Linked DNA regions of Gossypium hirsutum: region 2 is linked to region 1. Evidence: chromatin contacts called from public Hi-C data. All regions are on one chromosome and are shown on one strand. The core of a region is the stretch at or near the end of the contact, and the rest is flanking DNA. Distances in the headings are between cores, read along the strand shown. Region 1 holds the start of LOC107891009 (thioredoxin-like protein AAED1, chloroplastic). Region 2 holds the start of LOC107890998 (18.1 kDa class I heat shock protein).

Region 1 (7,934 bases), core at 2,316-4,815:
CATGAAATAACTTTGAATGTCACGAATATGCAAACCAAAATCCAAACAACTTTCGTCTCCGAGCTCCGACACTGACCGTCAAATCAAGTTGGATCTAAAGTATGCTTTTCTACCAGTCGATTGGTACTGATTCACTGTGTAAGTCGTCAAATCGTCGCTTGGAGCTCACTAGTCGAACATTTAAAAAAAACTTAAGAACTAGTGATTTAAATAAAACTTTCAAATAGTCCAGGGATTTAAAAGAAAAATTTTGAATAATTTAAAGATCATTTTATAACTTTTTGAAATTAAATAACCAAAATATAAACATACTAATAATTTAATAGCTTATCGTAAGAAACAAAAGAATGTGATGGTTATTCTTTTTTAAAGATCAGTATGACTTGTAGATAGATATAAATCTAAACTATTATCTAAAATATCAATCTAAATTTAGTCCCAAAATGAGAATTTATAAATAAAAAATTGAGAGTATTTCAACATTTTACATACAATTTAATATATATATATTTATACATAGTGAAATCTGAACCCAATACCTCAAAAATCTTCATTCTCTTAACTAAAATCATATTTAATTTTTATATATTTATCATGCATATGCTCTAATCTAGTACTATAATATGAACTTTATAATTCAAAAGAGTCCAATCAGAAATATCAAAATATCAAATTTTTGTGTAAACGAATCATTGAAAGTATAGATGGTCAATTAAAGATAAGTTGATTGCATTTACCTCATCATTTTGAAGAAACACATGTCCAAGAAATTTATTGGATCAATATTATAGAATTAACCGAGAATCCATTCTAATAAACATCATCTTTTGGAAGTCTCTTTAATCATCAATAGTTGTTCTTAAGTTTTAAAGTGTTTCATGTTTCTTCCAAGTTTATTTAATTGATTAAATAGTTATTCTATGTAAAACTTGTCAATTTGAATATTTAATTAGTTTTAAGAGTTCTAATTTATTGTTAAATAGAGTTTAATTATAGATTAAATTATTTGTGCTAAATTTTTTATTATTTTATTACGAGTTTATCATTCGAGTTCTTATATAAAGGAGACTTGATCAACTACATGAAAGGTAATTTCGTATTTGATTCATCAAAATTCTCTTTTGCCTCATGTGTGATTTTTCATATACGATTTATTATTATTATTGAATTTTCTAATCACAAGTTGATTAGATGTTTTGCAAGATAAATTATCCATCTCTTTTATTTTGATTTATCTTTTTAAATATTTTCTTCTTTTTAGTTACTTTCGTAACTTATCTTTTGAATTATGTATAGGAGAGATCTATTTACATCGGTGTAAAATTAAAATAGTTTTACACTTTCTATTATATTTTTATATGATCAAAATTTTAACGATGTAACATATTCCATTCATATAAACCATGCATGTCAAATTTGACATAAATTTAAAATTTCTACTTTCAATTATTCAATAAATATTAATATATATATATAGTATTTTAGATCGATATGGCAGAGATATCAGACGGATTCGAAATTTTATATACATGATAAGTATAATTATATCAATAAATCCAGTGGTTGGATCATTAAAATATCAATCATACAAAAATATATGAAAGAATGTAAAACTATTTTAATTTTATAGATTTACTCCCTGTGATATATAATTGGTTCATTTTGAATTCTTTCCCAACACTTTGATAATGGTCCGCAAAGGAAGAAGTGTTTTAGCGAAATTGCAATGAAAAGCCGTAATTTTCTTTCCTAATACTGCGTGGTCTAAATACTCTTCTTCTTTTTCCTAATTCCTCTTGACACTTCAATGGATTTTGTGTTAGCTTTGCTAAGAACGAAGCGAGGAAGAGATAACATCTTCGTGATTGTGGATTGTCACAAGATTGATGATGTACTCCATATTGTGGATCCAAAAACTATTGTTTCTAATTGCAACGTGAGGTTTCTTAGTCACTTCTAGACAGTGTTATATAGGGTAAGTTAAGATACTAAACTACTTTATTATTTGTCATCTTCAAACATTCTATCAAATCGAGTCTTGAGATTTCTTTTTCAAGCTATAGTGGGTAAGAACATTAACCCATGAGCAGAACAATTACCTTTTGTTACTATGGTTTGCATTAGATTTAATCCCTTTAACTTTGAATATGATTGTTAATTTAGATGGTGAATGAAAAGTTAAGTCAGTGAAAGAGATTCATGTGAAGGCTCGAAAGACAGTTAAAAAAAATGAGCCTAATGCATACCACACGAATAAAGGGTGCAAGCAAGTATTGTTCAAGTTTAGAGATTGGATTTTGGTGTTTATGTACAAGGAATGTTTTCTTTCCAAACGAGTGAATAAACTAAGTCCAAGAGGAGATGGACCAATATTCTAAGTTATGAGAAAATCATAGATAATGTTTGCGGAATTGATTTAATATTGTTGATCTTTCCCCTATTGAATTCAGTGCAAGTTGAGTTTCGAGGATGAATACAATACATTTACTTGAACCAACAAGGATTTCAAATAAGTTATGCAACATTGATGTTTGGATACGTCATTTGACATTCAAGTCACTCTATCCATCCCTAATAAACTCAATTTAATATTAAATATTAAAGTATAAACATATAGGCATCATCCAAACTCATTGAACAAGCAAAAAAACATCATTTTTTGGGCCATTTTAGGTTATAGGTATTAATACTCATATAATTGATATCAATACTTGAGCCTTTAGTGTCGATACCTAGAAGTAAAACTGTCAAAATTCAATTTAAAAAACAATTTAAATACTGTCAATTTATATCATTTCAATTCCATAGCATCACAAAATAGCTTAAATATCATTGAAAGAGCCACATATCATACACATATCAAGTAGTTAACAATAATCATTTTAAGTTTACGCAAAAGTACATGTTATAATTCATCTAGTATATACAATTGGTTTCAATTTAACTAGACACATGTGCATGCCATTCTCAAACATCAATAATTCATCTAGTATATAAAATTGGAACACACGTGCATGCCACTCTAAAACTAGATTAGAAGGGTATTCAAAAGAAATAATGTATTTATATTTTTTTGAACAACTTCGATTTCTGATTATACTTGTTTTTGTTTATATAATGTTTGGAACTATTTATATCTTCTCCTCATTCCATAAATAGGAGGATAATGCGCTTACCCAACTCACAAACAGGAAGGTAATGCTTTTTAGCACACTCAAACTCACATTCTCCTTACAACAACATCTATACCAATCGAGTTAAAACTTAATACACCTAACAAAAATGTATTTTTGATGTTTCGAGTGATGTGAATGTTGAAGTTGAATAATTGCCGGCCGACTACTTTCTTCTGAAATCCAATTTACTACCTATAAAGCTGTTTTCTCCTTAGTTGCCACAAAAACATTAATTTCTATGCAGTGTAAAACGTAAACAGAGAATACAATTCCATCGGAAAATTCACACAAGACACGTGGCAGATTGAACTGTAATCATCATATTTAATTATAATCCCTAATATCCTGCCACGTGTCAGAACGGCTGCCATAAAACAGCCTACGAATCTACGGTTTACAATTTTAGTGCAACTTCTCGTTTTTTGTCTGTAACGAATTAGTGTTCACAGTTCACAAACATGGCGATTTCCCTATCGACAAGTCTCTTGCCAAACACTTTCCAGTGCAACGGGAACCACAATCATCGTTCGGCGCGCCTCTTTCCCAACCAACCATTGAATTTCGGTCTCAAACACCATAGAAACGAGAACAAACTCTCCATGCCACGGAATCCGCCGGTGCTCTCCGCCGTCTCCGGCTCTACCGGAAAGTATTCAATTTTCTTCTTCCTTTAGCTGCTGCAGGTTTTGTCTTTTAATTCGAAGCTGATCAAAGGGTTGAACTTGGAAGTGGTTGGTTTTGTTAACAGGACTCGAATCTTCTGCAGTGAGTGAAGATAATGTTGATTTGTTGGATGCGGTCAAAGTGTTCGATTTGAACGGCAATGAAATCCCCATCTCTGATTTGTGGAAAGATCGGAAAGCTGTTGTCGCATTTGCTCGCCATTTTGGGTGGTTATTTTTATTTGCATCTTTGTAGTGTAGGGTATGGATTTTGATACTTTTAACTAAAGATTCCTATTAGTTCTTAGTCTTTCACTGCTTTTAGATGTGTCTTTTGCCGCAAACGGGCTGATTATCTTGCCTCCAAGAAGGTAAACTACTGCTTAGTAATAATAATCCCGAACTCGAAAACCCATACTTTGATGGTATGTCATCTTTATTAACATAGCCCTGGTAATAATGGCAGGATGTAATGGATAAATCAGGTGCTGCACTTGTTTTAATTGGACCTGGAAGCATTGAACAGGCAAGTGCACCAACAGTATATGGGTTGTTTAATGCATGTAGTTTGTTTTATTTTTGGTGGCTTATGTATATATCCATGAAATTTCACTTGGCAAGTTCATCAGACCTTATAAGTTGCATGAAAGTATGAACTAGGCTGGATAGTTGTTATAACTACTTCTTTTATCCCCTGCAGGCCAAAACATTTGCAGAGCAAACTAAGTTCAAAGGAGGTACCGAAAAAATTCCTGTTCTGCATCTATTTTGCTATCTTATTATTAACACTTATTGACGAGAAGGTGGTGGTGTTATCTTGTTGCTTTTGGTTCAGAGGTTTATGCAGATCCAAGCCACTCATCATACAATGCACTAAGATTTGTTTCTGGGGTTACAACCACATTTACCCCCAAAGTATGTAAAAAAGGAAGCATTGTATAATTAATGGCTTTTGTTTCTTAGAAATGATGTTGGATTTCTGTGATTCTAGCAACCTTTCTCATTTAGGTATTTTCTTGAATGGCAGGCAGGTCTTAAAATAATACAGTTGTACATGGAAGGCTACCGACAAGACTGGAAGCTTTCTTTTGAGGAAGACACTGTTAAGAGAGGTGGCTGGTACGTTGATCATTTTATTACAATTACCCTATTAATGAATCAACGCCGACCTTCACAAGCTAGTCTTGCATAAGACACATACATTCTGCAAAAAAAATGTTACCTTTGGGATGAACTTTAAATTTTTACTTCAATCTTTTACTCTCTTTTTTGTGGACACCTTCCTGCCTTTCCTGGATGTCAATGAACATTTCAATCTGCTTATGACCTAAACAACGAATCTAGAGACCAGAACATTAAGTTTGCATGTGGTTCCTGCCTTTCCTGGAAGTCATGGTAGGGCTCTTGTCACTTGTTCAATTTATACATAAGATTAAATCTGTATGATAAGAATGATTTTCTGCCTTGATTTAATTTGTCTAGTGTTGCAGAAAGACTGTTTTCAGTCATAACTTGTACACACTATTCACTTTGCAGGCAGCAAGGTGGAATTTTAGTAGCAGGTCCTGGAAAAACCAACATTTTATACATTCACAAGGTATTTTGCCTGAAAAGATGACAAAACTCGAACGCCACAAGATTTTCTTGGCATAATGATAATGTGAATTTTAACAACTATTTCAACTGAAACCATTATTAATTATTATGTAATAACTTGTCATTGATTCACAGCTTTCTTTCCCTAACACTGGCTCTAAAATCCATTTCCCTTGACAGGACAAAGAAGCAGGGGATGATCCAGATATTGAAGACATTTTGAAAGCTTGTTGCTCATAAGAAATGGGGCCTATAATCTCAGTGAAATTTCGAGTTTATAATCTATCATAGTGTATATATGGGAATTTTCAGTAAACTCTTATGTTCTTTTCCAATAATGTGTGATACAACAGAAATAGAAAGGAGTTTTATCATTTTCTTTTCATTTAAATGATCTAGGCTTAAATGCTATAATAACTCTCTTAAAATAATTAAATAATCGAAAGTTTCACTCAATTAAGGTCTAAGTAAAATGTAACAACTGCTGTCTGCTGCCATTAATGAAAAGTTTCAAAATTTTACGGGACAAAAGTTGCTGTACATTGGTTTCAGAGGTAAAATGTAACTACTGCTGCCATTATAACTTAAACATATTGGCCTGCATCTTTGATCATTTTCCATAAAATCATGCCATCACGAGACATTTTTGACAATAAAACTAATGGAATGCAAACAGTAAAACGGATTTTGTAATTAATTATCTTAAAACTGCCCTGCTTCTGAATATCTTTAGGTTTCATATCTTACCCTACCTTGATCCTAAGAGGGAGTGAGGTTGAAAAAAAGCACTTCCATGATTGTGGTGTTTCTAAGTAGTCATATCTAACATGTATTGTTTCTGGTTTACTGTCATCTTAACTTGAGAGGAGCAGGATCTTCGGTCCGCATGCAGTTTAAAGAATGAACTCTATGATATTGACTGCTGACTGAGCTTCCCTTTGATCCTGGCAGAGTAGCAGCCAATGTTCATTACCTATAAGCCTAGTGGTGCATGAACATATGGTGAAACTGCCATTTTAGATGCTGGGTTTATCCCAATCTACACTGGTTTTTCATTAACTTTTTTTTTTTTTTTAAACTTTGAAGTTCGAAATGCACATAGGCATGATATACTCTCTTGAGGAATAAAAGTCGTTGCAGTATTAATTTAATGTCATTTACACTGCTTTATATTCATTACTTGTAGTGTCGTCGATCAAAGAAGATGCATTCATATATATCTGATCTGCAGAAATTTTCCATAATTATTCATCACCATTGCCGTGCGGAAAGTGCTATATGCCTGCCATTCATTTTTGCTTCATCTACCGTAGGTAAAAAACAATAGAACAAAAAAACAATTTTGATCAAGTCTAAAGATTTTACGATAATGCTTGAGGACTGCATTTAAGGTTCAGCAATAGCTCTTTAAAAAGTTAGAAACAAACAAGAATGGAGTTTACGACACTCAACAAGACAAAACCGACAAAGAAAAGGAGACAAAAAGGGAAAAAATTCAACCTAGAAAACGAGCTCCACTTCCATCTATAAAGAGCAAACAGCAACTTACACAGTAAATACTGTTTGGATGTTGTCCACGAACCGAACAATTCACGTCGTTTTGCAGTCAGATAAGTGCTTCAATAGTCATGGGGTTATCAACATCACCCGTGCAAAAGCAGCTACATTATTTTAATTATTTTAATTACTACATTATGTCACTGAAATATGTTCTAAATCTTAAATTAGCTTAGCTGTTTAATTGAACTCGTAACTCTAAATTATCTAAATTAAATGTTAGTTTGGATCTAAAATATTTTAATCGAACAATTTATATTTAATATGTAAAAAAATGGTAATTTAAAATTAGTTAATCCGTACGCTAATAGAAACCATCTGTCTCAAATTAGTGCTCCCGCACGTACTCATGCCACCTTTAAATTTTGATTCTAAGTCATCTCCAAACTTGCAGAGGTGAACAATTATGTTAATAAAAAGCATGATTAATATGATATTCAGACTCAATTATAAGATTAAGTCATAATATAGGGATGTCTAGGCAATTATATCTTTCTAATCTATTTTCTTAAAATTAAAGAACATGTTTCAAAGATGAAATGATGTGGTTAAAGAAGGCAAAAATTAAGCTAAGATTAGTCAAGAACACAATGTAGGTTTGTCGGGTCAATGTAAAAGTTTGTTCACCTTTGAGGTGACATACTTACTAAAATTTTATGGTAATTTTATCAAGATGATGAATTGTTGATGAAATTGTTAAATTTTTATTTAGTATAAATAGATTATGATCTACTCTAAAAATATTGAAATCATATTGTGTCCGGGATAATTGACTCTAAATATATTATAAAGTAAATATGTTTATAATAAATTTGGTTTTCTTTCTTTGTTCATTGGTGTTGTTTTGATGTATCATTCTTGATAAATTTTAAAATACTATAAATAATTTTAAAAATTTTAGTTACATATAAATATTTTTAAAATTAAAATTAGTAATTAAGTT
Region 2 (7,934 bases), core at 3,489-5,988, 150 kb after region 1:
TCCTGTCCTTTGATCTATCAGTTGGTACATGATATTAGATAGCTGTTTCTGGATACTATTAATTTCTACTTTCCTGATTTATTGCATGAAGAATTCTTTACATCTGAATGTAGCTGCGTGCTTCCTCAAAATGGGAGAATGCAGAAAGTCCATTGACGCATGTAATAAGGTTTGTTATGACTTTAAATTGAAACTCTTTATCTTTCTCTCTTCCATTAGGAAGAAATTTTTGTGATTTTATTGGTGTTCATGTGAAGAGATGCATATTATTATCATAAATAACCAAAGGTAAAATATCATCTTTCATGCAAGAGTTAAAGGATATTCAAATTAATCAGATTGTTACCAAATAACGTGGTGATTGGTTTCTCAACTTCACGAGGAAAATTTTGTGTACATCTAATTTTGAGGTTTAAAGTTGAACTCAGGGAAGAAATAAAGATAAAAACAACCAACATAGTGGATCAGGAAAATGCTTTGCCATGAGCTGCTTTCTGTTTGACTTGTTTACGTATCTAAATAATAGATTGTTTGAGGATAGGCCATGGATTTGGTGATATTTTTTATTTAAACTATGTAGGTTTTAGATGCAACGCCTGTACATGCAAAGGCACTATACCGTCGTGGAATGGCTTACATGGCAGCTGGAGATTTCGAGGAAGCAAGAAGTGATTTCCAAATGGTACTGTAAATCTTTAAGCTTAGTGCACTCAAACTGGATTCTTGACCAATCTAAAACCCTGTTTCTGGATACTATCAGATGATCAAAGTTGATAAGTCATCAGAACCAGATGCAACTGCAGCTCTAGCAAAACTGAAGAAGCAAGAGCAGGTGTGTTAGTCGGTGATATGCTTTGTTTTCCATTCAACACAGTCGAAACATGGGAACTCATTATGTCTATTTGTCGAGTTTATGAGCAGGAAGTAGAGAGGAAGGCTCGGAAACAATTTAAAGGATTATTTGACAAGAAGCCAGGAGAAATTGCAGAAGTTCAAGTTGAAGATAGAGCTGGGGGTGAGATCACTGGTGAAAACCAGAAGAATGATTTGTCGGCGCCATTATTAGAAAGAGACGATTCTCAACATTGTAATGAAGCTGATGGTGGTCAATATGGAATGGCCTGGTTTTACAGCTTGTGGCCTCCTGGGAGAAGAACATTTTCAGCTCTTGGCCTTGATAGATGTACCATACTCTAAGATTCTAAGTTTCTCAGGGAAGAATAAAACTACTAGGTATAATTTTAGAAAAGAGCAAGGTTTCTTCCTGTCTTTCAACTCTTTTCCCATAGTTTTGTCAATCGAGTTGTGTTTCAGAGGTCTCTGATTCTTCAAAACTTTTAACTTTCTCTTCTCATATCGTTAGAATTGAAACCGAGGTACCAAAATTTATCAATAAGAAATGTGAAGGGTATCCAATGATCTTCTATATTTGTTGCAACGTATGTCATATGTGAATATTCTTTATCGCAAATTTTTTAAGCCTTCAAGCAGACTTGAGATGACAGACTGATAGTTGATTTTGGTATTTGAAGATGTAAAATATTACGGGGGATTCCATTAGAAATATCTTGTGCAATACTCAAAAGGGAACCCTTTATTTATCTATTACATGCACACATAATTCATGGGTAAAAGCTTTTAATGAGCACCGTTCACAAAGAAGTTGGTGGAGACGACACAAATTTCACAGAGCTTAATTATATCCTCGATCTTAGCAGCTAAGGCTGTAAAACCGGTTCCTTTTACGCCATCTTGGCAAACTCTAGTGGTATTTGCAGCATGATACAGACGAGCAATCATGGGATTGATGATCTTATTGTAAAGCAAACTGCTAGCAATCCAAAGGTCCTCCATGGTGTTCATGTTAGAATCCCAACATATTTGGAGAAGCTCTTTGGCCTGTAGAGGGTTCTTTGCTACTGGTAAGATGGAAGAAGAATCATTAAGTAGACTAGCTATGATGGTTCCGGCTTCCAGAGCTTTTATCTGTGCCCAACCCAAAGTGGTACTGGCGATCCTTTCCCCGGATAATGGCGGCTTTGGGACTATGGTATTGACGCAATATTCATTGTGGGATGTGTGGCGGCAAACCTCGTCAACGAGGGCTGTACCTTTCAAATGCTTAAGTCCGTATGAGGGATGGATGATGACCACCAAGGTCAGTAGAAAGAAAAGCTGAGGGGGGAGAAGTCGGGCCATTTCTTATTCAAAGTTGTTTGGGTCATTTTAATTAAGCCATAAACAGACCTTTTTAAATAGTTAGAAAAACATGATTTGGGGGATGATTCAGTGTCTCAGTTCATTACAACTTCTTCCAACTTGTTTAATAATGTCGTAATTTTTGTAACCGTTTCAGGAATATATGGCTTGCAAGTTCTTCATGATACTAAGGTATGGAAGATTATCATCTTGAAAAAACAAATATGATAGAAGAATTGAACCTTACTTCTGATATTAGTACAGACTATGAAAGTGATTAGATATTTCACTATTTTGTATGAGTCATAAAAATAAATTTATTTGTTATAAAAAGATATGAGTCAAAAAAGTAAATTTATTTACTCTCAACTCACACAAAAAATGCTTTGGCTCAAAATTCTGTTATGAGGACTGGCTTCTTTTTAATTTATCGCCCATAAATCTTTTATGGCAAAAGCCCATGCCCAATGATAATGACATCAACATTAATCCCATCATGTACATTTTTGGTTATTTTTTAAAATTAAAATCCTAATTTATCCAAAGCACGTGTTTAGGTTTTAATCTTTTGTCATGTATACTTCGCTTAGTTAATGACAACTGTCTTCATGTGTCAAATTGGGTTTAACCAAAATTTTAAGCTTGAATTCAACTAAAAAAATTGACATAAAATTTTGCTCAAACTCGATCTAGATAAAAATGCTATCATTATTTTTTTATGCTGCTATACTAAGGTGATATTGCTAATGTGGAAAATATATTTTTTTAGAATAACAAAAGTCTTTTCAATCACATTTTTAAGTCTTAAATGTCTCAAATTAAAGAGCTCGCGAGCTGTCTACGGTGCTTGTGTCTGGCACCATTCTCTCAAGTGATATCATACACCATGTTATAGTGTAAGAAAACTTTTCGTATTTGCATAATTAACACTGACCTTATAATATTTGGGTTCATAGTCCAAATAACTCATATTTTTAATTATAAAAACTAATATAAAATTAATTTGAAGAGAGACTTATGCTAGGTTGTATCTCTTTTTATAATACGTAAATTAAATAAATAATAATATACATTTATAAAAAAGATTTTATAAATTGTTTAGTAACTTTCATAACACTTCTTATAAATAATATATACATTTTACTTCTAAATTTATTTTTTATAAATAAGTTATAATTAAAAAAAGGCTTTAAATTTTTTTATGAATAAATTATTATTTTTATAATATATAGCATGGAGACATAGATAAGTTGTTGTCATGCTTTTTGGTCGTAAATTTTTATAAATAAATATATTATAACATTTTTTAACAAGTAAAATAAATTTTTAAATAATATATATTTTTATTAAATACGTAAATTATTCTTATAATATAATAAAATTTTGGCCATAACCACCCCAAATAGTTAATGTTTATAATATAATTTTTATAACTTGTATAAAAATAATTTTAAGATTAGATTTGAGATATGTGTAATTACTCAAAATTTTACCCCTCTTCTATAAAAATTGAAAGTCTCCAATTACATCAAATTAAGTGAGAACCATGTGATTGCAGTAATCACTCAAATACGCCATTATTATATAATTATTAGGTGGCTACCTTAAATCTCTCTCATCAGCTCAGCCAAATATGTATTTTTGAATTTTTATAATATAAATAGTATTTAATTTATCATACTAAATTATAAGAGCCAAAATATATATTGGCACTATTACAACAAAAGCACTCATAAGATTATATATATATATGATTCATAAAGACCTGGTCTCATTCCCTGCTGTCATTGTTAAGCAAAAGGGAAACACGAGATTACTGGACATGGATCTGAATGGTTCTTTTAGGGGGGTGTTTGAGCTCTTTCTTAGGAACTGTGACGGTGAGCACCCCCCGCTCCAAACACGCCGTCAGCTTATCAAGCTTGGCATCCTCAGGCAACCTGAAACGCCTTACGAACGCACCGCTGCTGCGTTCAACGCGATGCCACGTCCCGCCGCTCACTTCTTTCTCCACGCTCTTCTCCCCGCGAATGCAGAGAACTCGCCCCTCCTCTACTTCCACCTTCACCTCGTTCTTCTTCAGCCCTGGAAGGTCCGCTTTGAACACGTGAGCTTCCGGGGTTTCCTTCCAGTCTAGCTTCGTAAGCTCGAACCGTGATTCGGGCGAAGCAGCCGCAACCAAGCTGCTCCCGCCGTGCAGGACTTCTTGGAACGGATCCCAAACTGCTTGCTGCTGGTAGTAAGGCTCGTAAACACTGTGCCCACCGTAATACATACGTGGAATCATGGACATAGCTGTAAAAACAAACTAGGCAAGACGTGTAGATTATGTAAGAATACTCAAATGCTATTTTGCTATGAGAAAGAGGGTAAGATAGAGATGCATTTTTATAAGGGAAAAATGAGATATTCTTAAATTGATGCGTAATTATACAGTGGGTTTATAAATTTATATTGTAAAAATTGAATTACATATCATATTCACTCAACTATCCAGAGATCTGTTACAACTTTTGTTATTTTTAATTTATTTTGTTTTTCACCTTTGATATTAATATTCACCTCCTTATTTTTCATTCAAATCATTTATTTCCTTTTTAGTAGCCACAAAACGCATCATTTTCATTTTTTTAAAATCCTATTTTCTTACGGGATAATTTACAAGAAAAAAATAATAAGAATAACCTAATTTTGGATTGATTAACGGAAAATTTATTGTCTGTGCCTAAATTTATATATTGACGGTGCATGTAAGGGCGACGCTAGAGGCATCCTAAGTTTTAACCCTAAATTGATAAATTTTTCATTTTAATCTCTTTAAAAATAATTAAATTATAAACTAATACAATATAAATCATATTTTAATCTTCAAAATTTTATAATTCAATTTTGTGCTTAAAAAAATAAAATAGTGAGCGTGAAGATGTTGGAGACAGGAATAAGGAATCCTCTTTAGGGAAATGGTGCACATCCAGATGGAATTTTATCCATGATGAAGGGATTTAGACGAATATATATACTTATGGAGTTTCTGTTGCGTGGGGGGGAGTAGTCATTTTCAGAATATATTTGCATTACTAACAGTTCCTCAACAAAAGGGTGACGTAAGGGACATTGACGCCATGCCATTGCCATGTTCTGTTCTCAACCTAATTTGGTCTAAATTGGGTCTAAATGTCACTAAACAATCCACCATGAGAAAAACCAATGAATGGGCCGTCACAGTAATGTTTAAGCTTTTGTGAAGTCCTCGCAACCCCGTGGGCGTTATGTTGCCACGCACAAATATCAATCTCTTATTTTTAGATTAAGGCTTGTTTAGACTAACGGAGCATCTCAACGGAGAGTCTGAATAGAGGGATTTGATAGTTTAACAATGCTTTTAAGAAATATTTTTGGGATAAAAACTGTTTTTTTTTAAAACATTTTTTTGAAAAAAAATTCCTTAAACGTCAAAAATTGACTAAATGCAAAAATAAAAATTTTTGAGTTTTTGTCAGAAAAATTCTTTGTTAAATTAGTCTTTAGACGATGCCAGCTTGTAAATGAAATCAATGATTAAACATGCAAAAACCTAAAAGGTATCCAACCAACATTAGTATTCCAAGGAGAAAACTTATAATATGAAACAAAGAATAAAGGATGATATTAAGTACCTCACGGTCCACGTACCAAATAAAAACTCTCCGACTAATGAAGTAAACAATTGCCGATTCATCGACAGGCTTAGGGCCTCCTTCACATGACAAATGTCTTAGGTTGGGCTTGCTTAATCAAATCTTCTACAACCCAAAAATAAACAGAAAAATCTTTTAGTATCCGACATGCTCAAAACAGACATATGAATGCGGTTGGATGGGAGCCAATAATACTACAATGCTGGACTTCTTCATGAATCTTCCTCTCATTCAATGGATAACAGCTTGGAATACCAATCAATTATTCCATTTTTATTCCAAGTTTTTAACGTTTATGTCTATCAATATATTCATTATAATGGACTTTTGTTGAACAAGTTGCATACAAACTTGCCAAAAGTCATTCAATGCTATACAGTAAACTTTATTTACTATTAATATCGAAACTATTTTGGTAAATATTAATCATATTAGTTATTCAACATTGGATCGAATCGAGTCGAATTGAGTAAAAAAATTTTAAGTTAATCGAATTAATAGATTTTATTTTATCATCCTAACTCGATTTGAAATTATTTGGAATCAAGTTAAGTGAAATGAAATTTAAATCGAGTCGAATTGAGTGAACAGGTTCAAATTAAAATAAAAAATTAAACATGTCAAACTAAAATCTTTTTATAGTATAACTAATTTGAAACTATTTATATTTGAAAACTTTTTCAAAGCAAAATAAGAAAAATAAATGAGATACTTTAGTATGATAAACTTGAATCATTAATTAACTCATTTAGATCCCAAAATTATTATTTTAGAAAAAATTTAGACTAAATCATCTAATTGGGTAAACTTGGTAATTTAAAGATAAAATTGAACCAATTAGAAAATTGATAATTTTAGATCCTGAGAATTAATTATTTACAGGGCTATTAATCAACTACTACATTTTTCTCTGATTATTTTAATTGTAATTTTAGTCTTGTTATAATCCAATCCTTTAGCTGATAAGTTAGTTTAATTCGACAATTTTATGGTTTGTAGCGAGACTCTTTAATTGCATATGTTCTCTTTGTTAATTCTTCATATCATCTAATCTCCTTTAGGTTCAGTCCTTGAGATACTTTTTGTTCCATTGAAACACATAAATATTACAACTAGACCAATGATACATGCAAAACACCACACTTCACTTTATTTATTTACAATTTTCTCAGCTCAATGTACATATATCAAAGTGCGATTAGTTGCAGAAACTTTAACGATTCACCTTAAAACTTTTTAAATTGAGAAAAGAAAATGAAATGATGTGATGCTTGAATCTCACAAGAAACAATTTGATTGCATCTCTTTCTAGTGTTGGAATTCCGGTACTATTGAAGCTAAGATTTTTAATTAATTAGCCAGTTTCAAATGTACTCCTAGGTGTTGTAGCAAAGCTGCGAAACCGACAGCTAAATAGACTGATGCAATTCATGGGTAATGAATTCTTTGTTTTCTTTGCTAAAAGGAAATGCAATAATATGAATAAAGAAAATGGGAAGTTGATTACTTGATTTCCAAATTAGTGAAACCGAAAAGAAGATACGAGTTGTGTTTTTGGGACTAAATATTTTTAACTTCCCATCTTTTTATCAAAGATTTGAACTTTGAGGTTGAATGTAAAAGAAGATTGGAATAGGACCATCCAAAAAGATAGAAAGAGAAAATGATTCCAATTAAAAATATGGTTTTTTTTAAATAATATTCCGTCAATACGGACAATCTTATTTAATCTTTTTGGTTTGGGGTAATAATTCCTTTTTTAAGTAAATTTAAAAAATTTAATACGCTAAAAGTTTTTGTTTTACAAGTATATTTGAAATTTAATCTTTATAATTTTATTTTTAGAGATTTAGTCCCTCTACTCTTCAAATTTAAAAAGTAAAGTTTATTTTTTTAACATTGTTAATATTTTTCTATTGAATTTGTTATTGTGACATTTTAATTTTTTTTTAAAAAAAACCTTATTTGATATTCGTATAACAAAAACAATGGCATTATAATAAATATGAATTTAATAAAATATTTTAATGGTGTTAACAAATTTTAAAAATTCACATC

Evidence for each region. Hi-C and Micro-C count contacts between places; a contact is called where the count stands out from the background.
Region 2: a contact with region 1 is called in a Hi-C map of leaf, with 2.1 times the contacts expected there. The contact joins the promoter of LOC107890998 here to the promoter of LOC107891009 in region 1. A contact is called at or near these places in 3 of 34 Hi-C or Micro-C datasets (leaf and seedling).

The regions. Positions count from the first base shown.
Region 1 is chrD09:46,145,062-46,152,995 of Gossypium_hirsutum_v2.1, forward strand. It overlaps LOC107891009 (thioredoxin-like protein AAED1, chloroplastic), which reads left to right and starts at 3,566. Exons shown (of 10, transcript XR_001682106.2): 1 at 3,566-3,821; 2 at 3,925-4,066; 3 at 4,164-4,209; 4 at 4,305-4,364; 5 at 4,539-4,575; 6 at 4,674-4,753; 7 at 4,866-4,957; 8 at 5,183-5,233; 9 at 5,375-5,435; 10 at 5,615-5,808.
Region 2 is chrD09:46,294,996-46,302,929 of Gossypium_hirsutum_v2.1, forward strand. It overlaps LOC107890998 (18.1 kDa class I heat shock protein), which reads right to left and starts at 4,739. Exons shown (of 1, transcript XM_016815616.2): 1 at 3,823-4,739. The coding sequence starts at 4,492. The coding sequence ends at 4,013. LOC107890999 (peptidyl-prolyl cis-trans isomerase PASTICCINO1) reads left to right here. Exons shown (of 21, transcript XM_016815617.2): 18 at 92-169; 19 at 581-682; 20 at 761-832; 21 at 922-1,426. The coding sequence ends at 1,197.